4 separate regions of the Zea mays genome follow, and all the other regions are linked to region 3. Evidence: chromatin contacts called from public Hi-C data. All regions are on one chromosome and are shown on one strand. Each heading gives the region's core, a stretch centred on a gene start, on an enhancer-like site or on the middle of the called end of the contact. The rest is flanking DNA. Distances are from core to core; before and after follow the strand shown.

Evidence for each region. A called contact is a pair of places that touch in the nucleus more often than the background predicts.
Region 1: a contact with region 3 is called in a Hi-C map of bundle sheath, with 3 times the contacts expected there. The contact joins the promoter of LOC100502201 here to the promoter of LOC100276839 in region 3. A contact is called at or near these places in 13 of 25 Hi-C or Micro-C datasets (bundle sheath, ear, endosperm and 5 more).
Region 2: a contact with region 3 is called in a Hi-C map of endosperm, with 3 times the contacts expected there. The contact joins the promoter of LOC100280697 here to the promoter of LOC100276839 in region 3. A contact is called at or near these places in 10 of 25 Hi-C or Micro-C datasets (bundle sheath, ear, endosperm and 4 more).
Region 4: a Hi-C map of ear shows a contact between it and region 3, with 7 times the contacts expected there. The contact joins the promoter of LOC100274600 here to the promoter of LOC100276839 in region 3. A contact is called at or near these places in 14 of 25 Hi-C or Micro-C datasets (bundle sheath, ear, endosperm and 6 more) and 3 of 3 datasets of contacts at active chromatin or transcription factors (leaf, seedling and shoot).

Annotation. Positions count from the first base shown.
Region 1 is chr5:61,317,855-61,321,195 of Zm-B73-REFERENCE-NAM-5.0, reverse strand. It overlaps LOC100502201 (60S ribosomal protein L30-2), which reads left to right and starts at 1,660. Exons shown (of 5, transcript NM_001196678.1): 1 at 1,660-1,741; 2 at 1,953-2,058. The coding sequence starts at 1,721. LOC111589380 (small nucleolar RNA Z103) reads left to right here and starts at 2,823; the gene lies at 2,823-2,918. It overlaps LOC111589381 (small nucleolar RNA Z103), which reads left to right and starts at 2,640; the gene lies at 2,640-2,735.
Region 2 is chr5:61,671,064-61,674,280 of Zm-B73-REFERENCE-NAM-5.0, reverse strand. LOC100280697 (cyclin-A2) reads left to right here and starts at 1,839. Exons shown (of 12, transcript NM_001153616.2): 1 at 1,839-2,146; 2 at 3,140-3,217. The coding sequence starts at 3,146.
Region 3 is chr5:61,451,475-61,455,080 of Zm-B73-REFERENCE-NAM-5.0, reverse strand. It overlaps LOC100276839, which reads left to right and starts at 1,837. Exons shown (of 1, transcript NM_001165438.1): 1 at 1,837-2,952. The coding sequence starts at 1,951. The coding sequence ends at 2,781. It overlaps LOC103626439 (pentatricopeptide repeat-containing protein CRP1, chloroplastic-like), which reads right to left. Exons shown (of 7, transcript XM_008646845.3): 7 at 3,309-3,606.
Region 4 is chr5:61,582,955-61,586,427 of Zm-B73-REFERENCE-NAM-5.0, reverse strand. It overlaps LOC100274600, which reads right to left and starts at 1,388. Exons shown (of 5, transcript NM_001148952.1): 1 at 976-1,388; 2 at 667-851; 3 at 322-562. The coding sequence starts at 1,255. It also overlaps the pseudogene LOC103626440.

The DNA.
Region 1 (3,341 bases), core at 411-2,910, 130 kb after region 3:
GCTTCGAAGGCATTGAGAGTACCACGACCAATGATTGCATTGTAAGGGTATTCCATATCAACAATATCAAATACAACTTGTTCAGTCCTTGTGTTGTTAATGAATCCGAAGGTTATTGACATTGTGATTTTTCCAAGTGCTACGATCTGCCTTCCTCCGAAGCCACAAAGGGGATGTGTGGCATCATGAATTTTATCCTCGAGCTCTTGCATCTGTCTGAAGGCCTTAGCAAATATGATATCAGCTGCGCTGCTTGTATCAACCAAAACATTATGGACCAGGAATCCTTTGATCACATAAGAGATAACCATAGCATCATTGTGTGGGTAATCCTTGAGTTGGAGATCCTCTTGAGAGAAGGTAATTGGAATGTGAGACCATCTTGACTTGATGAAGGGTCCTTGCACCCCAACGTGCTATACCCTTCTCTGTGCTTCCTTCTTCTGCTTCTTGTTGGCTGGCTCTGAGCATGAACCGCCTGTTATCGGGAGTACCAGCTTCGGAGCCGAAGCAGCTCCAGCTTGATCGTTGAACGAAGCCATCAGCTCAAAAAAGTGGAAGTGAGTTCACCGGAGGTGGGCGCCAATGTTGGGGACTTGTTCTCAAATGCTATGAATTAAGAATAAGGCAACATAAAATGTTAAAATATCAGTGCCCTTCGTCCGCTGAAGCATTATTTCCCCAAGGATATACTTCGGACGAAGGTTATAATGGCAGAACTACGAAAGTTATACTTTCGTAATTGAACTCACAAAGATAATATAAAATAACGTAAGACATAAAGCATTAAAGACAAGTAAATTGAAAATAAATAACATCATTTATATACTATATAAATTTAAGATGTTCAAACGTAATATTTAGACACATTTATACCTCTTCCTTGACAAAGTATAATTTCCGAGTGATGCGATTGCAATTGCAGGAATGCGTGAACAGTAAAGGAATATTGTTCACTATTTATAGGCACAGGACACAGCCCGTGAGGAATTACAATCGTACCCCTCATAAAAGTTTACAACAATGACTCGGACTCTTGTGGACTAAAAGGTCATTCTATCTTTAAGTCGGTTTGTAATTCCGAAGCTTCACGAAATGACACCTTCGACATCACGTATGAGCAGCTTCAGCCGAAGTTGTTTCTTTCTGCAGGACCTTCGACGACAAAGCATGGTCCCAACAACGCTCGAGGCCATCGAGGTGACTGGCGAGAAAGAAGCTCTATGAGGTTATTTACATCAAGAACCTCATAGCACGAATATGGCCATTCATGGACCACATCGTCGTTCATGCTGATGATAATATATGAGTTATTCGTTTTTATGTAATCGTTATTCACAAACTTTTTTATCAAATAATTTACATACCATCACAACCCATGAGCATTGTAGTAGGGCATATTTACAACATGGTACGTAGTCTCACGTTTTTTTCTGCCACAAAAAATAGAAATAACTATTTTTGAAGTCAAAGAGATTTTTTTTTCTGGCCACAAAAATCAAAGTTCATACTCCGCGTCTGGGCGTCTGCCGTCTGGGCTCAAAGAACTCGTAAGCCCCATTCTATCCTATACAAAGCCCACATCAGTAACCCCTAGGGTTCCTTGTACTCTATAAATAACCAAACCCTAGCTCTCCAGCCTTCCGCCCCGCAGTCATCCCCGAGAAGAGCCGCCGCCGCGCAAAGCCGCTTCGACGCCGTCACTCATCGGGGCGCAACCATGGTGGCCGCAAAGAAGACGGTAACGATCACATCTGCTGCCCTCTCACATCTACCCCCGTATCTCGAGTTCTCGACTACAAGCCCACGTTTCTCCCACCTTTTCCGTCGATCTGCTGCCGTCTTCTGGGCGGCAACATGTCTTGCTGCTGCATTCCAAGTATTCATGTTTCCAGTCTTGCAATTTATGTTCTAAGCTCTGTTTTTCGTTTTTCGTTGTTGGTTTTGTGCAGAAGAAGTCCACGGACAACATCAACAACAAGCTTCAGCTTGTGATGAAGAGCGGCAAGTACACGCTCGGCTACAAGACTGTCCTCAGGACCCTCAGGAATTCTAAGTGTAAGGAAGCTCACACTTTATATTCTGTCTCATGCGTAAGGCTACTTAGCTCTTGATTAACGGGTTAGGTAGTCAAATCGGTGCATATGGATGTCTGCCTATGTTACAATACCGTAGATTGATCCCGTGGATGTTCAATCCGTGCCTATGGACGTGTTCATGTAGCTGTTTTTTTACTGCTCACAGTGGGAGTATTAGGATTATGCAGGGGAAAAATCAAGTGAAGTGAACATTTTTAGATGTCAAGATGGAAATACGACATTGAAAGAAGGAGAATAGGGCTCATGACCTCAGCCACTATGAACTTTGTGGCTGCATGGACGCCCACCGAAATATTCTCTGGACAACGTATTTTTATCTACGTCACTGAATGTTTGTTCACTCTATACTTAATGTTATCAGTGGAAGGTCAGATGATAGACAGTGAACATACTGGGCGCTATAATTTCTCATCTGAGAAAACCAAGCCATAATTTTAATCATCCGTTTATGATAAAATATTTCTGAATTCCATGTGGTGTTTTTTTGTTGCCTCTTTTTGTGCCTTTTCTGTTATCTTAACTGTGTTGCTGCACACTTATGAGGATATGATGACCCTTTCCCCAGATGATCGACAGTGAACATATTGAGTGCCATAATTTCTCTTTTGAGAAAACCAAGCCAGAATTCTGATCCTCCATTTTTGCATAAAATGTATTTCTGAATTTTATGTAGTGCTTATTTGTAGCCTCGTTTTGTGTTTTTTAACTATGTTGCACACTTATGAGGATATGATGACCCTTTCCCCAGATGATCGACAATGAACATACTGAGCGCTATAATTTCTCATCTGAGAAAACCAAGCCAGAATTCTGATCCTCTGTTTGTTTTGCTGTTTTGCTTTATTTGTTGTGTATCTTAATTTCTGAATTTATCTCAAGCCTGTACATAAAGTTTGTTGTCATTGCTTGCTCTTTTTAGGTTACTATTTATTTCAAACAGTTATTTTATGTGACTGACATTTGAGTTCTGCGTTGAAAACTGATTACCAATGGATGTATTTATATGGCCATTGTGTATGAGTCAACGCCATAATAATCCTCTCCCTGTTTTGTGCGTATATGGTACCTGTGCATGATATCACTGGTTGAGCATGAGTGGGGGATATCTTCTTTCAGATTTATATTTTGTTTGCTTTATAGTGTTTTTTGTGGATTATGTTATGTACAATTGTTTTGAGTATGTCCCATCTAGTATAGTATTTTAAACGTGTAACTTTATTTGTTTGTTGTGTTCTGGGAACA
Region 2 (3,217 bases), core at 590-3,089, 220 kb before region 3:
TTTGGTTCGAAAATCATGGCCCGTACCAGGCCCGTGTATTGGTGTGGGTCGAAAACTATGGCTCGTACCTGTCCGTCGCATTGATCGATTCAGGTTTTTTCAAGTGGGTCGGGTCGGGTGGCCCATGATCAGGTCTAAATGGGTGGGGTGGGATTGGGAAATGTCGGGGGTGAGTAATTGGGGTCGGTGAATGGCAATTGGGAGATGCTTGGATGGGTGAAAACCTATTTTTTGTATATATATTTCCTAAGACGGTCCTATATGTCAGGCTTATGGAGCGGGTTTAGCAGATATGCAGGTGTGTATATTGTTTTCTTTACCCGCTAAAAAATAATCACATGATCTATTGTCCTATCCTTATCCTTATCCTTGCCCCGGATATAAAACCGCGCCAATATCCACATCCATCTTGTTTATTATCTACGAGCACACAATTATTTCATGTATGTTGCCATCTGTATTTCTAATCCTCTTGAACATTACATGTTGAGGCAAAAAACTTCTCTGAGGCCTTGACCTTTTCCTTGGTCTCCATCTTATAGACTCATTGTAGCTTCATGAATGTGATTTCTTTGCTGATAGTTGTGAACTCATCGCCTCTACGAAGGAACAATGTGATATCACTCTACCACAATTTGGCTTGAGGCTTCGGATAATCTTGAATTCGCAACCGTCGAGACCTGAGTCTATATCACTGATACAAAATTAACACGATGTTTAAGTACACAAGAAAAATATAATGCAACGAGTGACCAAGATCCCTTGTTACTCATACTTTCATCACACCCAGAAGTCTTACGTTCTCCCTCCTCCTTTGGCACTAAAGAACAGAGTCTTACGCTCTCACACCCAAAAGTCTTACGCTATCTCCCCTATCCTATTTGCTATCTCTTCTACTATTTCGAATTCTCTCGCTAGAAAGGTACTCAAGGACACCATCGATGGAAGTACAGGCTTGAATTGTCAGTAGGGATGGCAACGAGGAATTCCCCATCAGATTTTAGCTCCCCATCCCTGTTCCCACGATGAAATTTTTTCCCATTGGTGATCCCCCACGAACACTTGCTGGGACATTTTTTCTCCATCCCTTTTCCCCACAGGGTTAAATCCCCCCGTCGGAGATCTCTGTCCCCGTTTAAATTATAATTATATCGTACTTCATTTATTGTTAATGTCAAACATTGTCACTTCTATACATTGTTAGATTAGATGCACAAATCATCACGTGTATATTAAAATGAACATATTTGTACAACAATGATCTTTTGACAAGGTAATTATTTATTTTTATTATTGACTATTACATGAAAACATTGTCACATATAAGTTTAACGGGTCCCTGCGGGGCACGGGGATGAGGAATGCTTCTCCATCCCTATCCACGTTTACCCGCCGGGGGAGATTTTTTTTCCGTTTATATCCTCATGTGGGAAGAAAATCCCCCACCCCTATCACCTAAGGGCTAGTTTGGAAACTTAAATCCCCTTCGGGATTGAAGGAGATTGGAGAAGAAAATCAATCCCCTCCAATCCTGAAGAGGATTTGAGGTTCGCAAAGTAGAGGAATTCACCGCGGGAAATCGTGGAATCGGATCCCATTGCCATCTCTAATTGGGAGCCTGTTCACTTGATGTTGGGCCTTTGGCACGGCTTGAAGGAGACCATATTTCCTACTGGCCTTACAGCCCAGTAGCCCACGCTACCGCCGCCTACCCGGGCCGACGCCGCGACGCAGATCTCCAGGGCCAGGGACCACTTGGCGTTTCAAGACTGGGAAACGGAAACGGACAGCGCATTCAGCACCGGCCGTTCGAATTTTGAAACCCTCACCGAGTCCATCCATTTTTTCCCTCTCCTCTCTCCTCCGCTCCTCCGCTCCGGTCTCCGCCCTCCCTCACCTCTCCGTCCCAAAAAGGGCAACGAAATCCAGACACCGCTCCCCATCTCCCCTTCCTTCCTTTCCTACTCCCACACTCCCCCACCCTCCACTAGTACTAGTACTAGTACTAGTACCACAACCACCCCACCGGGAAAAAACCCAACAAGGGGTAGGGCCGCCGCCGCCGCCAGCGCCGCCGTGCAGATCGCGGCCGGATCTACGGCGCTGGGGCACGGGGGTCCCCGGATCGACGACGCCTCCGCCGAGGGTGAGCCTAGCTTCCTCGCCTCTTCATCCCCGGCCCCGCCTTCACGTCGGGTTCTTGTGCGGGCTTCTTCCTCCTATTCTCGCTGCCTCCAGGAACCTAGGGGGCTAGGCTGTCATTCTTGGAGGGGAGAGTACTCTTGGGGCTTGGGACGGGGCCAAGAAACCCTCTTGCGCCGGCCTTGACTTGACCGCCCCAAGATCGAGGACGAACCATTCTCGTTCTTTCTGCGAATAAAGCTTCTTTTTGGTGAGATTGTCCTATCCTGGACGGCTGGGTGCTTGGCGGTACCGTCTAGCGTGCCAAAGAATCGTCGACGCGTTCCCATTGCCGCATTACAAGAGCTTTTTCGGCGGATTATGTGGTCTGACCATGGTGCATTCTTGATCCGGATGTTGTCATGTGTCGCGGACTCACTGTTGCACCGTTCGTTTTAATTTCACAATGTGAACGCAGCAGTTCCTCAGAGATCCAAATAGGTAATCCTTCTTACGATGTGTGAAGAGATAATTTTCTTCTAAAAAAGGAAAAGAAAGAAAATTGGGGTGCAGATTTGCCACACAAAAGGAAATACAACTGGCCCAGTCCAGAGCTTGGATTGTTTATGTTCAAATTGTGGGTTTCTCATGCTTTTTCTGTAGAATTCCAACATGAGCAAGTAATGCGTTTAGATGATTCCGACTTGAACAGGCCTGCTATGTGGTGTTTATGTGATTGGTATGCCCTGTACTGTGCCTGTTTGTTCCTCCTCTGACTTACAAGTTTAATACATCAATGGTTTGACATTAAATCTCTTGAATACAAATATGATTTCATTTCAACTTTCCGACGAGGTTTTGTTAGAAACTTTTACAACCTTGCTCTTCAGTTGTTGAGTTTTCCACCATTTCTCGTGATTCCTAAGTGCATAGTACTGTTCACTTGTTCAACTCCCCAATACTATACCACAAGCCACTTGCATGAAGTCACATAGTCTTTTTATTTTACAACACTCAGGTTCGGATGGCTATGCGAAAAGAAAACCCTGTGCTTAATGCTTGTCAAGCATCCAATGGCCGGATCACGCGAGCTCAA
Region 3 (3,606 bases), core at 588-3,087:
TTATTTCTACAGTGTTTTGTCTTTATGGAGAATTACAGCAATTCGAATAGTTGACTTTAATCTGTCAGCCCCGAAGTTGTCGTTTGTATCTAGAGCGTCTTTACCACTTAAACCTATAATTAAAAACAATATTTTGCGTGACCTAGTGGCTATCGGTTATGTTTACTTCATCTATTCTAAAATAAAATTTATGTTTCTCAAAGGAGAGCAGAGTTACATGAAAATTATATACTTACTTATATCAAAAGTTGTTCCAGCATGTAATGATAAATGATTTCACTTTGAAAGTTGAAATAAAATAGACCTACAAGAATTAGGAGGACCAGAAGTGTACTTGTTTGAGATGAAGGAAGCACTGTACTTTGAAAGAAGAATATTTAGCGGTGTGGTGTTTGAATATTGCCTTGTCCAAGACCATCACAACACGCCAAATTGGGCTTTTTCTGGAACACACAGCTCAGTAAAGAAAGGACAAAGGAGGACAGACGCTGAGGTTGCACGAGAAAGGAAACACAGCTGTGTACCTCAACAAGGAACAAAGCTACAAAAAGGCTGTAGGTGGGCTTAGGGCAGCGACGGGTCATGGGCTTGATGGCCCATAGTGTTTCTAGGCTGCTTCCCTTGTTTTTTTCTCTGTACGGTTTAATGCTTTGTTGGCCCACTTCTATTTTTGGATGGGTTCTTTCTCTCTGTTTTGGACCTTCTGGACTTGGTTCCCGTTCTTTTTCTTCAACAAAGTTCCTCGCTTCCATTTAGGCATGGAAATGTGTACTCAAAACCTGAAATCCGATGTTTTTATCCTATTAGGGTATGGATTTAGGTCAATTTAATACACATAGGTTTATTAATGGACATAAATCTATACCCGACGGGTTTATGAGTACAGATTTGTTCCTACAGTACCCAGACCCGTGAACTCGTGGGTTTTTTAAACCCGAGCAAATCTAGCGCATATTATCATTTTATTTTATAAACGAACAACAAACTTATTATCTCCCTATTTACTTCCTATTTTTTATCAAAGGATGAGTGTATAAGTAGTTGGTGAGAGTGTTGCTTTGTTATTATAGTTTTTTACTAGCATCATATATGTGGTAGATGGATAACTCCTGAACTCGTTGTTCATCACATAAATTTTGGACAATACTTATTGATTATAAGAAGAACTAGTATATTGGAGATGAAACCCGTGGGTACCTGCTAACCCGATGGGTACGGGTTTGGTTAAAATTTCAAACTCGTCGTAGGTATGATTTTTTAATTGGTATTGATACTGTTCACAGGTACGAGTTTGGGATGGCAACGAGTCGTTTCTTTCTGTTTTTGTTCCAAGTCAATTTTCTGTTTTTTGGCTGATTTTTTTTTAGAAAATTACATCAATACCTATGGTACCTTAGATCAATAGATCCTTTAGGTCCGGCTTCTCTACTGGCTTCAGGTGCTGTCTATTACAGCCGTGCTCTACGGAACGGGGCACAACAAAACAGTTTTACCTAAAGAGCCCCCGTAAATCGTGTTTTTTTCGAAGGTTTGAGGTGGGACACAACGAGACGATGACTTTATCAACATCCAGAAACGCTGATAGACTCGCTAATGGTTTGGATGTGCTCGTATATACACAAGCTTCTTTGTGAGTTACAGCATTGTGTGGGCCTAGAAGCGCGTGATGGGCCTTGATCCGTTCCTCTTGACGCAGGCCGCGGCGTCCTGGCCCCATAACCACAGCACATGACAACGGTCAAAAGCGCAGGCATCCGATGCGTGGTGGCCCCCCTCGGCGACCGGCCTTCTACTTCTTCACCGCCACACGCCGAGAGCGTGACAAGGAAAGGATCGGACGCCGCCTCCGCTCCCGTCGCAGTCGCAGCACATTCACCCTACCTCACTCGCCCTCCCCACCCTCCCCTCCAGACCCTCACACGGTCACACCACCGGCGCCGCCCGCCCTGTATGGCCTACTACTCGGGCGGCGGCAAGCTGTCGGCGGTGGACGCCATCCTGGCGGAGGCGGCGGACCTGGTGGCGCTCGAGCAGGTCGCCAAGCTCAACACGGCCCACCTCGATGACGACTCCGCGCTTCCGTCCAGCCTCGAGGCCCGCTTCCGCAAGCTCAAGTCCCTCCCCTCGCCCGCCGCAGTGCCGCCCGTCAGCACCCTCGCCCGCAGCGCCACCGCGCCGCGCCCGGCCCCCGCTCTGCCCGGCCCCGATCCTCCCGCTCCTGCTCCGCCTGTGCATCACCCGGTCCACGAAGACCCGCCGCCGGGAGACGCGGAGACGAAGGGCGGCGGGTCCTCGCCGCGGCAGGCTCGCGCCCCGGCACCCGCACCCACGGTCCACGCCGACGACGCCAAGGACCTAGATCAGCTGTTCGGGTCGGCGCCGCGGGGCCGGCCGACACTGCGGGAGCGGAACAGGGGGAGCGACTCCTCCTCCGTCTCCCCCTCGCCGCCGCCGCCGCCGCGCCAGGCGTGCTGCTTCGGCTTCTCCCCCAAGAAGCCCCTGCGGAGGGCGCCGTCGGCCAAGGGCAAGAAGAAGGAGGTCTGCCACGGGTCCCGCGACGTCCTCGGCGTCGACGCCGACGAGTGGGGCGACGAGAACAGGAGGATCGCCACCGAGCTCAGGGAGCAGCAGCGCCGGCTCAGGAAGGCGCTGGAGGACCAGGTGCAGGTCAGCAGGGAGACCGCCAAGATGGCGCGCTGGGTCAAGCAGGCGTCCGCGCGCATGACGCACGCCGAGGCCATCGACGACCTGCTCAGTGACTGCGAGGACGACCTCAAATGAGCTCACGCCGACGCTTTGCTCGTCGGTTCTTCCACTGTCTTTGTCTTGTTGGTGATCACAAGTCTGTCAAAAATGCTCATATGTTTTCATGAGTGCATTTGCATCCATGCTTTGGTACAATGCTTATACAGAAGAAGCAGAGTCACGAAACAATGCTATTTCTTTTATGTCACATATTATTAGGACCAGGCAAAGTATATGAATCGATGGGGCATATAAGGTTTTCATGAGTGCTGAACTGCTGATATAGGAACCAAGAACGTGGTGTTGTGAAAAAGATTTGATCATGTGTTCTGTTTCCATGAGAAGTAATTACACCTGGCTATTCTAATTTTAGTACTGCATCAAGTATTTACAACCTGCCAGGCTTGAATCATAATTGCTTGATCCTACTTTGAATGTACATCCTTAAAATAGAATTTAAGCAGCATAATGTGATACTACTACCTCCCCTTTTGATACTTGTCACCCCTATTCATTTTTGAGACATGACAAATAAAAAAGAACGGAGGGAATATGAAGCAGAGTAAAAACGCAAATGGCGTTATAAATAGTGAAGATGTGGTTGTCTACACTCTACCGCTAGATAGAGTAGCTGATTGCATAAGCAACATACAGTTGGATCCATTTACACAAAAGTCAACAACCAGAACATCTAATGTGTCCAGCAATTCCTTGTCACGCCAAAGTTCCTAATAGATGACTCAGAACGATAGCAACGTGAGGAAATTCAACAATGTCGATGTGCTTTCGTTTTCAGAGCTGTTCATGATTCGAAGAGTTGCATATATCTATTGCCTTAACCACAAGCCTAACTATGTACAA
Region 4 (3,473 bases), core at 139-2,638, 130 kb before region 3:
GTACCGTACTACTATCCTAACCCCATAATAATAATAAACTTATGTTCCACAGGATTTACTTCTTTCTCTTTGGACATGTTCTTATAACATGAATAACAGAAGGTAACATAACACTTAGTCTGATGTTGTCACAAGCCAAGTAACCAATCATGAATAACAATGCACCGTGAATACTAATGTGAATGGAGCAGAAACTCATCAAGAACTATACAACTAGCAACAGAGAAGCCATGCAGTAAACATCACCAATCTATGTGTTTTGAAAACATTGTTCTCTACCAATCAGACACCTGTGGGCGTTAGAAGATTGAGCTCACTCACCATCCCACCCATATGGAGCAGGTTCCTTCTCCCACTTCTTGTACTTGGCTTCTGCAGTCTCCTGCGTGTCGAGCATGTACGCCATTTTCATATCAAGCCCATTCGAGTCCAGCAGCTTCCCAATCTTCTTCTTCCTGTCGTCTAACCACTTCTGCTTAGAAACACCTCGGCTCTCGCCACGAGGCTCCATCCTTTTCTTCTCGGCAACCATCGCCTGCTGGTTCGCTTTCCGTGCTTCATTCTGCGGAACGTTAGACAACAACAAAATGGATGAATGAATTGATATACCAAACAGCGTGGCAATAGCCCGGATGCAGTGGTAGGTAAATCAGCCGCTCGTCGTACCATCTTAAGCCGCAGCTCGAACAACTTCTTCTGCTTCTCCGTCATCTGCGGGTAGCCGTCATCCGGACCTGCGCCCTCCTGTTCGTCGGAATCGTTATCTATAGGCCGATGCTGCTCCACGGCATCAGACATGCCGGCGGCGGCAAACACATCAGCTGGTGGCTGTCGCTCCTCACGCTCCAGCCCTAATAACAAGAAGTCAACCGAGTACCAGGTAAGCGGACAGCAACGCTCGGATTTTGAAGCAATAATAAACAGATAGAAGGGCTTCACGACGATTCGAATTAACGGGGAAGGAATCACCCGCACCGCAGGCAGGGGATTTAGCGTCGGCGATGCGCTTGAAGCAGTAGTCGGAGCACTCGTGGTAAGGGTTGGAGGCATTGATGCAGTCCGGGTGGACGGTGCGCTGCTCGGGCGGGCGCTTCCACGAGTCAGGGAGCTCGTCGTCGAGGCGCTGCCTGGCCTCGGCGATCTTGCGGAGGCAGTAGTCGGAGCACTCGTGGTACGGGTTGGACGAGTTGATACACTCCGACCGCGATTTACTCCCCTCCGCCGCCGGCCCCGCCGCCACGCCCTCCTTCCCCATCGACGAGCCCGGATCTGGACGGGACGGCGGAACCCTAGGATAGCTTTGGATCGATTCCGTCTGAGATATTGGCTGGGATCGGGAAGCGATTGGAGAAGGGGAGACGACAGGAAGGAGACGGGCAGGGCGGCGGCGACTGCGTGCGAGCCCGTGGCCGTGGATACTGGGAGAGGATGAAAGTGGCGCGGGCCTGCGCGCCCAGGCGGCCCGCTCTGCAAAATAGGCAAAGGAAAACGGCGTTGGTGGGCTCAAGTGGCATCCAACCAATACTGTAGCCTATGTTTGGATTTTTTGGATATCTAGTATTCACTTATATCTCAATATATTAGATTGGTTAGAGCATCTCCAAGAGACTAGCTAAATGGCTCAGCAAGCCAAATTTTAGCTATTCAACAACAAAATAACTCTCCAACAGACTAGTTATCTAACTCGTCAAGCTATCCGACTCTCCAAATTGGCTCCCTCACTAGCCAAATTTAGCTAGCCACCTGACTAATCAAACTAGATAGATAATCTGTTGGAATGGAGATGCTACATATAGAGTATATTTTTTATGAAAAGGTAAATATAGAGTTAAATAGAGAGTCAAAAATGAAGATTCTTTTGGAGATGCTCTTAAGAGCATCTTCAAGAGACTAGCTAAATGACTCGCCAAGCTAAATTTTAGCTACTCAATAGTAAATTAAATCTCCAACAGACTAGCTATCTGACTCGCAAGCTATCTGACTCTGTAAATTGGCTCTCTCACTAGCTAATTTTGGCTAGCCACCTGACTAGCCAAACTAGATAGATAGTCTGTTGGACTGAGATGTTATATATAAAGTGTAATCTTTATAAAAACGTAAATAGATAGTCAAATAGAGAGTAAAAAATGAAGAGTCTCTTGAAGATGCTCTAATATCACAGTACAAGAGTAGAGGGCATTTAATCTTGTTAATAGATGCTAATAGATCGTGTTAAAATAAAACATGTCTACTAGCTAAGACTTCAAACATACCTAACTAATTGGTAGTATTAGCTAATTATTTAATGCATAATTGTTAGCCCAGTGGCAACATTAGCCGTGAGAATGGCCTGAGTCACATCTCACCACATCCGCGACCGCCCGACCGCGACGCTGAAGGGGAACGCCTCGCCGCCACCGGCGACAGCTGGCGCGAGAGGCTCCGTCGACGGACCTGCTACTCGCTTCCTTCATCGCCACCTCGGATGGCAGGCCCCGTTGAAGCACACACACTGGCTGCCTCAGCACCACCTCCGACGCCAAACCCTAACCTGGACTGGCGGGTTCGACACCCACCCAGGCACCATCGCCTACCCTAAGGTACTCTCCGTCCAATCCCCGTCCACCTTCTGTGAATCAAGTTAGACATGACAAATCAATCAAGCACGTTGATATCGAGCTTTTTGATTCTGCGTGAGCTCCATGCATTTCCTATTTTTTTTCCATCAATCGTCGTGTAGGTGATGGATCAGCACTCCTGTTGCTTAAGTTTCGCTGACAAGGTCATTAATGCATCCAGCGGTGTTTTATTATATTGATTGTGATGACCGATGGCGACGGCTTGGCCTGTGTCAGTCATTCCCAATTCGCCGGTTTGCCCCTACATTTGTTGTGTAGTGTCATTCTCTCAGGCGTACCTTCTAGATGGTTGACCTCACGTTACTGCCTTCCTCCCACCACCCCACCCTCCCTAGTTCTTATTTTTTCTTGGAAAATGGGATTTAGAAAATAAGATGTTGCTTCATTTACTTACATTCCTTGGTATTGGTAGGTCTTTCATCTGGATGCAGGGAGGAGGGAGCTCTGCAGCAAAGGAAGTCTGTAGTCACCATGGTCCATTTCAAGAACAGGTACATGGTGGTGGAGGTCTTTGTAGATGCAGGCAGAGGTGATACAGAACAATACTGTCGCACTGCCTTCTTACTTTGATTTGGTGCACTTATGAAACCTTCCAGAAACACACCTTATTTATCCATGTAGTTCTGTCTGTTATGTCCCTGATTAAAGTATTGCTGCATGTCAATTTGGACGTACGGTCAGCCTCATTATTATATAACGTGGCACTTTTGCCACACTGCAATACTAATAATAACATGTAGTCCTTAAGAAAAGGGCCGCTAGCTCTCTCTCTCTCTTTTTGTTATGGCCGAACTGCCTCAGTTGAGCTCATCAACCATCACTGCATTCACTTTTTGTTTTTTCTAGGAAGCATCA